2 separate regions of the Columba livia genome follow, and region 1 is linked to region 2. A link is a contact called in public Hi-C data. All regions are on one chromosome and are shown on one strand. The core of a region is the stretch at or near the end of the contact, and the rest is flanking DNA. Distances in the headings are between cores, read along the strand shown. Region 1 holds the start of RPS3 (ribosomal protein S3). Region 2 holds the start of FCHSD2 (FCH and double SH3 domains 2).

The links. Hi-C and Micro-C count contacts between places; a contact is called where the count stands out from the background.
Region 1: a Hi-C map of crop shows a contact between it and region 2, with 4 times the contacts expected there. The contact joins the promoter of RPS3 here to the promoter of FCHSD2 in region 2. A contact is called at or near these places in 2 of 2 Hi-C or Micro-C datasets (crop and liver).

What each region holds. Positions count from the first base shown.
Region 1 is chr1:2,997,096-3,002,516 of bColLiv1.pat.W.v2, reverse strand. RPS3 (ribosomal protein S3) reads right to left here and starts at 2,844. Exons shown (of 7, transcript XM_005500610.3): 1 at 2,699-2,844; 2 at 913-1,043; 3 at 566-659. The coding sequence starts at 2,728.
Region 2 is chr1:2,807,345-2,813,188 of bColLiv1.pat.W.v2, reverse strand. It overlaps FCHSD2 (FCH and double SH3 domains 2), which reads right to left and starts at 4,353. Exons shown (of 21, transcript XM_065065189.1): 1 at 3,958-4,353; 2 at 1,538-1,635. The coding sequence starts at 3,978.

The DNA.
Region 1 (5,421 bases), core at 1,595-4,094, 190 kb before region 2:
AACAACACTGGCCAAGCAGGAATAAATCTGAGCATTACCCCAGAACACACACTGCCCTCCACCGCTAATTTGTTTTAGAGAAAAGTGCAAGTACAGCTACCAGATTTCAAACATTAAAAGATGAGAAATTGCTGGTCACTTTACTGTCCTTTTTAATCAAAAATGTCAACAATCCTTCTGCAACGAAACAGTTTCTTTATAAGGACAGAAGCATTATGAATTCAATAAGGGAAATGGTAACACACAAGTACAAAACATTAAGCTCCTTCTCACTTCAATACTGAGACAGCAACATTCTCTACAAAGTATCTACAGACAAGCTTTAAAAGTTTTATTTGCATCCTCCTTGTTGGGAAATCGGAGAAAACAGCCAAAGTGACAGCACTTAAAATACCACAAAGAGCAAAGCATTTTGTAGTTCCACGCAGGAGTGTTCTGTGAGAACAGGCAAACCACATCCCAAGTTCTCTTCAAGTCAAACCCCCTTTCAGCTGACACCATCTAGACAGCACACAAATCTAAGTGCACAACCCACGTACTCCTGTTTTAACCGAGACAGTTTTACCTCAACGCTTCCCTCAGGGAATCCAAACCTCTTCTGCACGACAGCCGTCAGCTCCCGGATGCGGCGGCCTTTCTCACCCAGGACATTCTGAGTTCTGGACAAAAAAAGTACAGTATGACTGAGAAGAGTGCCTCCACACCTGAGCCTGTAACCATCCCAGAGAGCTTCCAAGCCGAGTATATAACTTAGTTTAGGGGTTGTAGCACTACTCTGTCGCTAAAGATCACTTTAGGATCTCTTTCTCAAGTAGTTTACCCTACTATTTATTGCTTTAATCTTCAGCCAGCAGCAGAATCCCTTACAGCCTTGTACAGCACCCATAAAGTCAGCAGCAGCACCACAGTTACCTGGTGGCAAGTATGATAATCTCAGTCCTGGTTGGAGTGACCCGGACTTCAACGCCCGAGTACCCATCTTCAGCCAGTTCACGAGTCAGAAACTCATTCAGCTCAGCTTTGAAGATACCATCAGCGACAAACTAAAAAAATAAAACAACAACAAATGGATCGCATCAAAGCAAACAGCCTGAACACACAATTTTCACATAATGAGTTTAGGAGCAATTCATCCTTGGGATCACCATCCCTGGAGAGGTTTTAAAAACATATAGATGAAGTTCTTAGGGACATTATTTAGGGCTAAATTTAGATTATGGTTGGACTCTATGATCTTAAGGGTCTCTTCCAACTGAAATGATTCTATGATCATACTGCAGACTGACGGCTTCTTCCCCCACAGAGAGGAAGTATCAGTGGGGACAAATAAAAGCATTTCTCCTGAAGCTCCCAGAGACAATTCAATTCAATTCTAGCAGGAGCCTACATCACTGCCTGATCGACCTCAGGCAGAAATTGTAGCTATCGTAGAAGTGCAGTGGCACTTCTGATTTGGTACGAAATTACATAAAATAATTTCAGAGGTCACATCCCTTTATGAGCCCCACAAGTCCTGCTGCCAGGGCTCCCACTTCTACCCTTACAATGCACAGGCGCCAAACCTCCCCCCCCCTCTACAAGACAGGCAGAGTCCTGCACCATCTGATCAGGGAGTCACAGAACCACAGTGTGGTTGGGGTTGAAGGGACCTTTGGAGATCCCCCAGCCCAACTCACCTACTCACGCAGGGTCACCAGAGCAGATCACACAGGTGGGTCCATGCGGGTTTGAATGTCTCAGAGGAGACTCCACACCCGCTCTGGGCAGCCTGGGCCAGGCTCTGGCACCTCTCAGCAAAGAAGTTTCTCCTCATGTTCAGATGAAGCCCCCTGTGTTTCAGTCTGTGCCCGTTGCCCCTCACCCTGGCGTTGGGCACCACTGAACAGAGTCTGGTCCATCCTCTGACACCCACCCTGACATATTGATCCATTGATCAGATCCCTCTCAGCTTCTCTTCTCCAGCTCAACAGCCCCAGCTCTCTCAGTGTCTCCTCATCACAAAGATGCTCCAGACCCCTCAGCATCTTTGTAGCCCACCACTGGACTCTCCCCAGTAATTCCTTGTCCTTCTTAAACTGGGGAGCCCAGAACTGGACCAAATGCTCCAGATTCTGCTTCACCAAGGCAGAGCAGAGTGGGAGGAACCTCCCTCAACCTGCTGGTCACACTCTTCCTATGTAGCCCAGGTACCATTGGCCTCTTGGCCACAGGGCACACTGTTGATTCATGGTCAACCTGTTGTCCCCCAGGACGCCCAGGTCTTCCTCTGCAATCCTGCTTTCCAGAAGGTCAACCCCAACCTGTACTGGTGCCTGCGGTTGTCACTCCCACGATCCTAAACTTGCCCTTGTTGAACTTCATCCGGTTCTTCTCTGCCCAGTCCAGCCCGGACACTGGACACAGTTCCAGAGCTCAGCACAGGCCCCAGAGAGGGCTGAGAGGGGGAATTATGGCTGCCCCCCGCGCTCTCCCCCCGCCCCGTGGTCTGCGCAGGGTCCCCCGCGCACTCCCTCACCCCGGCCTCCCGCCGCCATGTTCCCCGCCGGGCCGCCCAGCCGCAATCCGCCTCCATCCTCCCGCATCCGCCGCCATCCCCACCCCGCCGCCCCGCCCCGACGAAGCCCGGGGCCTCCTCCGACGCGACCCCGCCGGTATGGAGGCGCCCCAAAGCTGCGGCGAGCCGGGCCGCCGCCCTCACCTTGCGCTTCTTGGAGATCTGCACCGCCATCTTGAGCCGCGCCGCCCGGCGGAAAGGAGGGAACCTTTCCCCGAGGGAGGGCTATATCTGCCTTCCGCCGCTCCCCATTGGGCCGCCGCGATCACGTGGGTCGGCGGGCGGGGGCCGATGGGAAATGTAGTCTCCCCGGTGCTGACGCGCCGCCATGTTGGGGAGGCTGGAACCTGTCAGTGGGTTTTCCCGCCCTGACAGGCTGTGAACGCCCACAACCCGCATTAAAGCGGCTACAAAACCGATGTAATTCACCCCGATTTGCTACCTGGGGGCGTTCTCTGGTAATAAAGACACCTTCTCTTCGCCGTGCTGTGAGGGGAGCGCAGCCTGAGGTGAGGGGAACAGCACAGTCCCCCCTAACAGTCTTGTTAACCTTTATTTTTTAGGTAGTCAAAGCTCACGAGGAAAAAGGTGTGAAAAATCACAGGTTATTTGGTTAATTTCCAGTGGAAAGTGAGGAGCCTTTGCTACCAGAGGATGCTCTACTATTACCCCATAATTTGCCGCTTTATGTAAATGTTAACAACAGCTATTAACTATCAATAGTTAACTGTAAATATGAATGATATCTAACTGTAAACTTACAGCTATTGCAGGTCTTACCTGCTCTATGTGTGCAGCATCTTGAGGGCTCTACACCTCACTAAAAGACAAATAATTCGGCCAACAGGACAGTTGTGGCTCCAGGGCAGATCTTCTGCGGGATATTTTTCCTCCTATAATCATATTATCACCTCTGCAGTCTGGGCACTGAGTTAAATTAGTACCAGTAAGATGGGATTTCTCCTGTGGTGGTCAAAGATGGGGAAAGTGGCTTTTTTATTGTTATTATTATAAGTGGTCCAGGGTTTGTAGGGGATTACAGGGGGTTGGTTGTGCCACTTCAACTAGAAATTATAATAACGGGTAGAAATGATACATGAAAATACCCGCACGCCGGTGGGTAAATACGGTCCGTTTGGGAAGAGCCAGCAAAAGGTATTTCTGCCTTGCAAACCTCCTGGAGCCACCAGATAGGGGGATGAGGGGAAAAAAAAGGTAAAAATGAGCTATTTGGCTTTTTGTAAGGCTTCTTTGGGAAAGCCTTGCAGAAAATAAGTGGCCACAGGTGAAGGCAGGGGCATTGCACAGCCATGAATGCACAGACCCCATTGCGTCTTTGCAATAGAAGAAGAAATTAAATGTTAGAATTATCAAAAAATAAGTAAGAAGAAATAGGAAAACAACACTTAATGGCTCTGTAAATAATTCCATCTGATCCTCTGTCTCCCCCACTGCCTCTGTTTTTGGGCTAGACTGCTCAAGTTGTGCAAAGCTGAAGAGCAAAGGTCCCCATAAGGGGACTCGTGAGGGGATCGAGTGCACCCTCAGTGAGTTTGCAGACAACACCAAGTTGGGTGGAGTGTTGATGTGCTGGAGGGTGGGAAGGCCATACAGAGGGGTCTGGCCCGGCTGGATGGATGGGCTGAGGCCATTTGTCTGAGGTTCACCAAGGCCAAGTGCCGGGTCCTGCCCTGGGGTCACAGCAACCCCAGGCAGCGCTACAGGCTCGGGGAAGAGCGGCTGGAAAGTGCCCGGCGGAAAAGGAGCTGGGGGTGTTGGTGCCAGCGGCTGAACATGAGCCAGCGAGTGCCCAGGTGGCCAAGAGGCCACCAGCATCCTGGCTGGTACCAGCACTGGTGTGGCCAGCAGGCCCAGGGCAGTGACCGTCCCTGTGCTGGGACCTGGGGAGGCCAAACCACCAATCCTGGGGGCAGTTTTGGGCCCCTCACACCAAGAAAGGCCTTGAGGTGCTGGAGCGAGTTGAGAGAAGGGAACGGGGCTGGGGTAGGGGCTGGAGCACAAGTGTGATGGAGCGGCTGAGGGACCTGGGGGGTTCAGCTGGAGAACAGGAGCTGAGGGGAGACCTTCTGATCTCTGAACTGCCTGAAAGGAGCTTGGAGCCAGGGGGGTCGGGCTCTGCTCCCCAGGAACAAGCGCCAGGAGCAGACGAAACGGCCTCAAGTTGCGCCAGGGGAGGTTGAGTTTGGATGTGGGGAACAATTTCTTCCCCAAAGGGCTGTGGGGCATCGGAACAGGCTGCCCAGGGCAGTGCTGGAGTCACCATCCCTGGAGGGTTGGACAGACACAGAGATGAGGTTCTCAGGGACATGGGGTAGTGGTGGCCTTGGCAGTGTTGGACTTAATGATCTTAAAGGTCTTTTCCAACCCAAATGACTCTATGACTCCATAAGTGGTTTCTCCCCAGCCCAGGGCAGCCGCAGGTCTCCAGGTCTCCAGCAACCAGGACAGACGTTCCCTTGGGGACAAGACTCTGTCTCCTGCCAGCCCCAAGCTCTGCAGAGAGGTCAGCATCCCTGGAGGGTTGGACAGATGGAGATGAGGTTTTTAGGGACATGGTTTAGTGCTGGGGTTAGTCTAGGTTATGGTTGGACTCGATGATCCTGAGGGTCTCTTCCAACTGAAATGGTTCTATGATTCTATAGATGTGTCGGGTGACAATCAGCATCACTCTGGGAACAACAAGGAGGAGGCAGCTCCGCTCTGGAACTGGTACCAACCCTCCGAGCGAGGACAGAGAGCGGGACCTTTCCCACCTGGGAGCGTGAGGTGTCTGACACGGACCAGTTTACTTAGAGTTGCCTCATTGAGACATAACCATGCAGGGAATACCAGTATGACCAGTACAG
Region 2 (5,844 bases), core at 3,104-5,603:
CCTCAAAGCCCAGCTCCTCCATCACGTGCAATTAAAAGGCCTCTGCGCCAAAAACAAAGATCTTCTTTTTCTTTTCCCTTTTCAGCCAATGTTTTTAAGTGAAAATCCTCTCATTCTCTCTTATTCTGTGAGCTGATATCTGAACAAATCGTCGACATGACGGAGCTGTCATATCCCATCACATCATGCCATGTTTAAAGAGTGTTTAATCTGTAAATCCACACGGCGATTCTGCCAATACAGATTGCTCGCAACCAGAATGCTGAACAGCAACTCTGTACATTTAGGGACCGTTAGTGAATTAAATATATTAACCCAGCTTTTTAAGCCATAACATTAAAATTGACAAATTAAATTAACCGTAGGAATTTGATTACGTTAAAGAAAAATATTCTAGGCTAGCTTTTTCACTTCTTTTCCTGGTTTTGTGTCCACAGGCTAATAATGCTTATGACATCTCAGCAGAACACAGACTGAAGTAATTACAAGCTCCTGAAAAATAGGAAACGCTCATAAAACCTGGATGAGAGCAGCAGTACCTGGCCAAGATGTTCTAAAAATATGCTTCTATCTAGGGGGAAAAATTCCTTGGATCAGTCTGTTACTTATTACTCAGCATTTGCTAGTTAAACACTGCACAGCCACTCATTTTAATCTAAGGAAATGAAAGCTGTGATCTTTCCCATACAAAAAAAACCTGTTTCAACACCCACAGAAGAAAAACAGAGAAGGCTCAAACCTCGACATTCTGATTTATGAAGGCAGGACACCGTGAGAAAACAGTACGTCATCTGTCCAAGTCAACACATTTGCATTTTATAGACAAATATACAGCGAGAAATCTCATTTAAATAATTAATGGATGGACTATACACTGCCAAAAGAGCAGAACTCACTGCTCAACATTTCACAGAATGAACCATCCTTGAAATTGATCCTCTCCAAACGGAACAATTAATCCTCCATATAATGCCAGGTACCCACTACCACCGTTATTTTATTAAAAGCAAACTTTTAATTTCAAGAGAATCAAACACATTAGGTAAAAGGAATAATACCCCCCCCTGCAACTGATGTCAGGTAGGTTTGCCTGTGCAGAGTTTTAAATTATAAATGCAAATATCTGCTTAAAAGTTTCTGTTAAAAAGTCTATTTAAAAGTGCTGGTCAAACCTACCTCCAGAGAGACATAAATCATCAGTGGTTTGAAGTATTTTAATACTTTTAGCAGCCCTTTACAATTGGTAAATCAAAGTCTTAGTCTATTATATAGAGAAATATTGCTGAAGAGACCAACACTTTTTGTGTGTTGTTTGTGACTTTGTTTTTTCAACATTTCCCCCACTAAAGAGAAGAAAAAATGGTTTGCATTGTGTTAGCTCCAGTTATAATTTCCAGCTGTGTCAAAACTTTAACAGCCTAAAAGCAGGAAATCCAAAGAGGAAATTCCATCGTCAGTTCCTGAAGTTTTGTAACTCAAATGTTCTTCCAAAAGCTGGATCTTAAAGGAATTTTGGTAGCATTTTCTGTAACCTTACCTGATATCTTCAAGTAGCTCACATTCTGCCTGATGCTTGGCCTGAAGTTTTGTCATCTGCTCAACCTGAATGTTTTTTAGCTCTTGTGTAACTTTCACCTACAAAAAAAGAAACCACAGACCACATATATTTTCTGTAGAGTTTAAGTCAAACTTCAACAAGAAAAAAACATACAATTCATGTCCTTCACCTATTGTGAAATGGCACGTTTCAGTAGCAAATTCAAACACAGAGTTAGGAGGGTGGTTTAACCCTAACGCAACATTCGGAAAAGCTGGTTTAGTAAGTGCTGGCACCCCAGCACATGGCAAGAATCTCACACTTACACCCAACCATTAACGAAAGTGAAATTTTCTTCCGAAAGCTAGGAGGGTAGTTTGTGTGCAATAGAAGAGTTTTGCCTAAGGATAGCTTAACCATCAAGTTGTTTTTTGATTATGCATCAGGTCAAAAGAGCCCTCTATAAAAGGCTTTAGGATGTTTGCCTTACATTTTTTAGTGTTCGTGTATTTTCCTTTGAACCTTGTGATCACGAAGCTAAAATGTCAACACTTTGGGAACCTCCTTGATAAGAGGCAGGTATCCCCACTGGCATAGGTATATGGAATGATTCGATTTTAGAAGGTAACCTTGGGGTTGTTTTGTTCTTGTTTTTATAAACCAACAGGTCTTGGCATTTAAGCCCTCTAGTGATCACAGGGAATCTGTGTGTCGGCCTAAAAAACGATCACTGGCATATCTGAAGACATTATGCATTCATGAGGACAGAAATGCCAAACAGTCACTGTAATGAGGGAAGAGAAATGAAAAATTCAGAGAGGAAGAAAACACAGATCTCCCTCTTCTTCACTAGCCACGCAGAATAAAACCTAAATCTCACCAGAGAGCAAAAGCCTCGTCGATTTTAACTCTGAAAACAAACCTCCAGCAACAAGCACCCCTTAATCACATTATATAAAGATGAGTTTTTTCACTATACAAAAAAAATCACATGTATGCCCCTAAGGTCAAGAAGAAAAAGTATCTATTTTCAACACGAACTTTCAGCATTTTTATCTGTATATGAAAAAACCCTACTCAAAATAAATAAACCCACACACACGACCTATGTAATGGAAATAATCTCACATGAAATAATATAGGAAAAGAACGACATGCACGTAATATAAATAAGCCGCCAAGCGCAAACTAAAATAGAAATAAGAATTAACAAAAGCAGAGCCCAGCCACAAAACAAGAGGTCGAGGGGCAGGAATGAGCCAAGGAGAGATGTTGGGTGCAGCTGCCTGCCAGAGCTACTGGGGAGTCCGGGGGATGACAAGAGATTTCTGTTTACACTCCCTCTCCAACCTTCCTCCCCTCCCAGTCACTATTATACAGTTCTCCACCCCACAAGCCCCCTGCAATCTCTTCTGCTGACCGAGAAACCTCAACATGGCACATGAAATCTCCAACATCTATGGTGAGCTACAACGATCAGATCATCAACGATTACTGCCCCAACCAGCCCCATCGGGCAGCAGTGCAAAAATCGCAAAACCACAAAACCCCTTTCCACGGTGCCCATAAAGACACGGCTTATCCATCCTGAGCCCCGCTTCACCATCCCTGGTTCCCCCTTTCTCCCCACACACAACCCTCAAAACAACTAATCAATATATCTCTCCATGTATTAACACTTAGATATAGCTCAAGACCTCACCACAGCTCCAGCCTGCCAGATAACAACCTGTCTACACAGACAAGCCACGCTTGGAACAGCCTTTTTTTCCCAAATCTACGTTCCTCCTTCCACCCCAATGCAAAGCACCCCATATTCCCATGGACACAAAAAAGCCTCCCCGCCGCATTGGCAGCTTGTTCCCATCACACAGATGTTGCACATTTTTGGCTGCTGATCCACGCGGGGATACCCCATATCAACCCCAGACGTGACCTTCTCCTCCAACACAACCAACCCACGGCTGTTGGTATCAACTATAGTCGCCGAAACCCCCCCATAATCCAGCTGGTAGCACCCCGCAATGGTACCGACTGTCCAAGCCCTCCTCTGCAGTCCCTGACCACCCTATCCTTCATCTCAACAACCTCCACTGGGCATGGGGGCCCAACACCCACCGCTCCCCCGCACCTCCTGCTTCCACAGCCCATCTCCCCCACCATGCCCAATTTCCAACACCCCCCCCAAGACATCCCCCGCTTCCCCACCTTGCTGGGCTGCCCCTCACCCTCAATTCCCCCCTCACCCCCTTCCCTCCAACTCACCCTCTCCCAGACCACCCCCCCCGCGTCCCCAAACCCCCTCATCCCTCCCCACACCCCTAAACCCACCCCACACCAGTCACCCCCCCCCTCCACCAGCCCCACTCAGCCGCCCCCCCCCCCCCCCATCTCCACACAAGCCCCCTCGACTCCCTCACCTTTCTCGGCGGGGGCTGCATGGTGCTGCGCTGGGTCTCCACATCAATTCCCTCCCCCCCGGCAGCAGGATGCGGCCCCCGCTGCAGGAGGAGGAGGAGCGGGCAGCGAGCGGCTCCCTCCCGGGTCGGGGCGAGTCGCGGTCGGCGGGAGGAGCGGGGGGTGGAGGAGGGGAGGGGGGGGGGGGGGTGAGGCCGCCTCTTCCTCACGGGCAGCGGCGGGCGGGCACCGAGCGGCGTCCCGAGTCCCGGCCCTGGGGAAGCGGGGAGGGGAAAGGAGGCGGCGGAGGGAAGGCGGGGAGAGAGCGGAGGGGGGAGCGAGTTCGAAAATTGAAAAAAATCAAAAGCAAAAGCAAAAGGAGGAGATGTGAGAGCGGAGCGCGGAGCGCGGCTCGGGAGCGCCCCGCTGAGGGGACGCGCGCGCCAACCGCCCGCCCCGCCCGCGGCCTCGCGCTCCTGCCGCCCAGAGCGGCCGCCATAGAGGGGCGGGGCGAGGCCTCTCCGCGCCCGCCCCGCGGGTGTCGGCGGCCGCTGGGGGGCGCGGTGCGGGCGGAGCGTGTGTGTGCACGGGGGTGCACAGGGGGGGCGTGGGAGTGTGCACGGGGGGTGCACAGGGGCTGTAGGGGTGTGCAAGGAGCGGGGGGGGGTTGGCAGCGGGGTGCAGGGGAATGCACGGGGAGTGCAGGGCTGTGCACGGCGGGTGCAGGGGAGGAATGCAGGAGGTGCACAGTGTGTACGGGGGAGATGTGGGGGGTACAGGGGTGTGCACGGCGGGTGCAGGGCTGTGCACGGGTGTGCCCAGGGGGGTAGAGGGGTGTGCACGGGTGTGCCCGGGGGCGTACAGGGGTGTGCACGGCGTGTGCACGGGGGGTGCAGGAGTGTGTCCGGGGGTATGCACGGCGTGTGCACTGGAGGCGCAGGGCTGTGCACGGGCGGGTGTAGGAGTGTGCACACGGTGTGCATGGGGGGCCCAGGGGGGTGCACGGGTGTGCACGGGGGGTGCAGAGGTATGCACGAAGTGTGCGCGGGGTGGATGCAGGGATGTGCACGGAGGGGGTGCAGTGGTGTGCACGGGAGGTGCAGGGGTGTGCACGGACTGTGCATGGCGTGTGCACGGGGGGGTGCAGGGGTGTGCACCGGGTGTGCGCAGTGGGGATGCAGGGAGTGCACAGTGTGTACAGAGAAGATGCGGCGGGTGCAGGGGTGTGCACAAGGGGATGCACGGGGAGGTGCACAAGGGCTGCAGGGATGTGCACGGCGGGGGCTGCGCACAGAGTGTGCACAGAATGTGTAAAGGGAAGATGCGGGGGTGCAGTGGTGTGCACGCGGGATGTAGGGAGTGCACGGGGGGGGTGTGCACTGTGTGCAAAGCGGGGTGCACGGGGGCTCCAGGGTGTGCAGGGGGATGCACGGGGAGGGGTGCAGCGGTGTGCACAGGTGGTGCACGGGGTGGGGGATACAGGGAGTGCACAGTGTGTACAGGGAAGATGCAGGGGTGTGCACAGAGGGAGTGCAGGGGGGTGCACAAGGTGTGCACGGAGGATGCAGGTAGTGCATGGTGGGGATGCAAGGTGTGCGCGGGGGCTGCAAGGGTGTGCACGTGGAAGATGCATGGCATGCACAGGGGTGCACAAGGGATGCAGAGATACACACGGGGTTGCACAGGGGCTGCAGGGCTGTGCACGGGGGATGCACAGTGAGGGTGCAGAGTGTGCACAGGGGTGTGCCAGGGAGTGCACAGGGGCGGCAGTTTTTGCGCAAGCGGGTGCAGCAGTACGCACAAGGACGGTGCAGGGTTCTGCACAGGGAGAGTGCAGAGTTTGCACCCGGGGGTGCACAATGGGTGCAGAGTGTGCACGGATTGTGCACAGGAAGGGTGCAAAGGGTGCA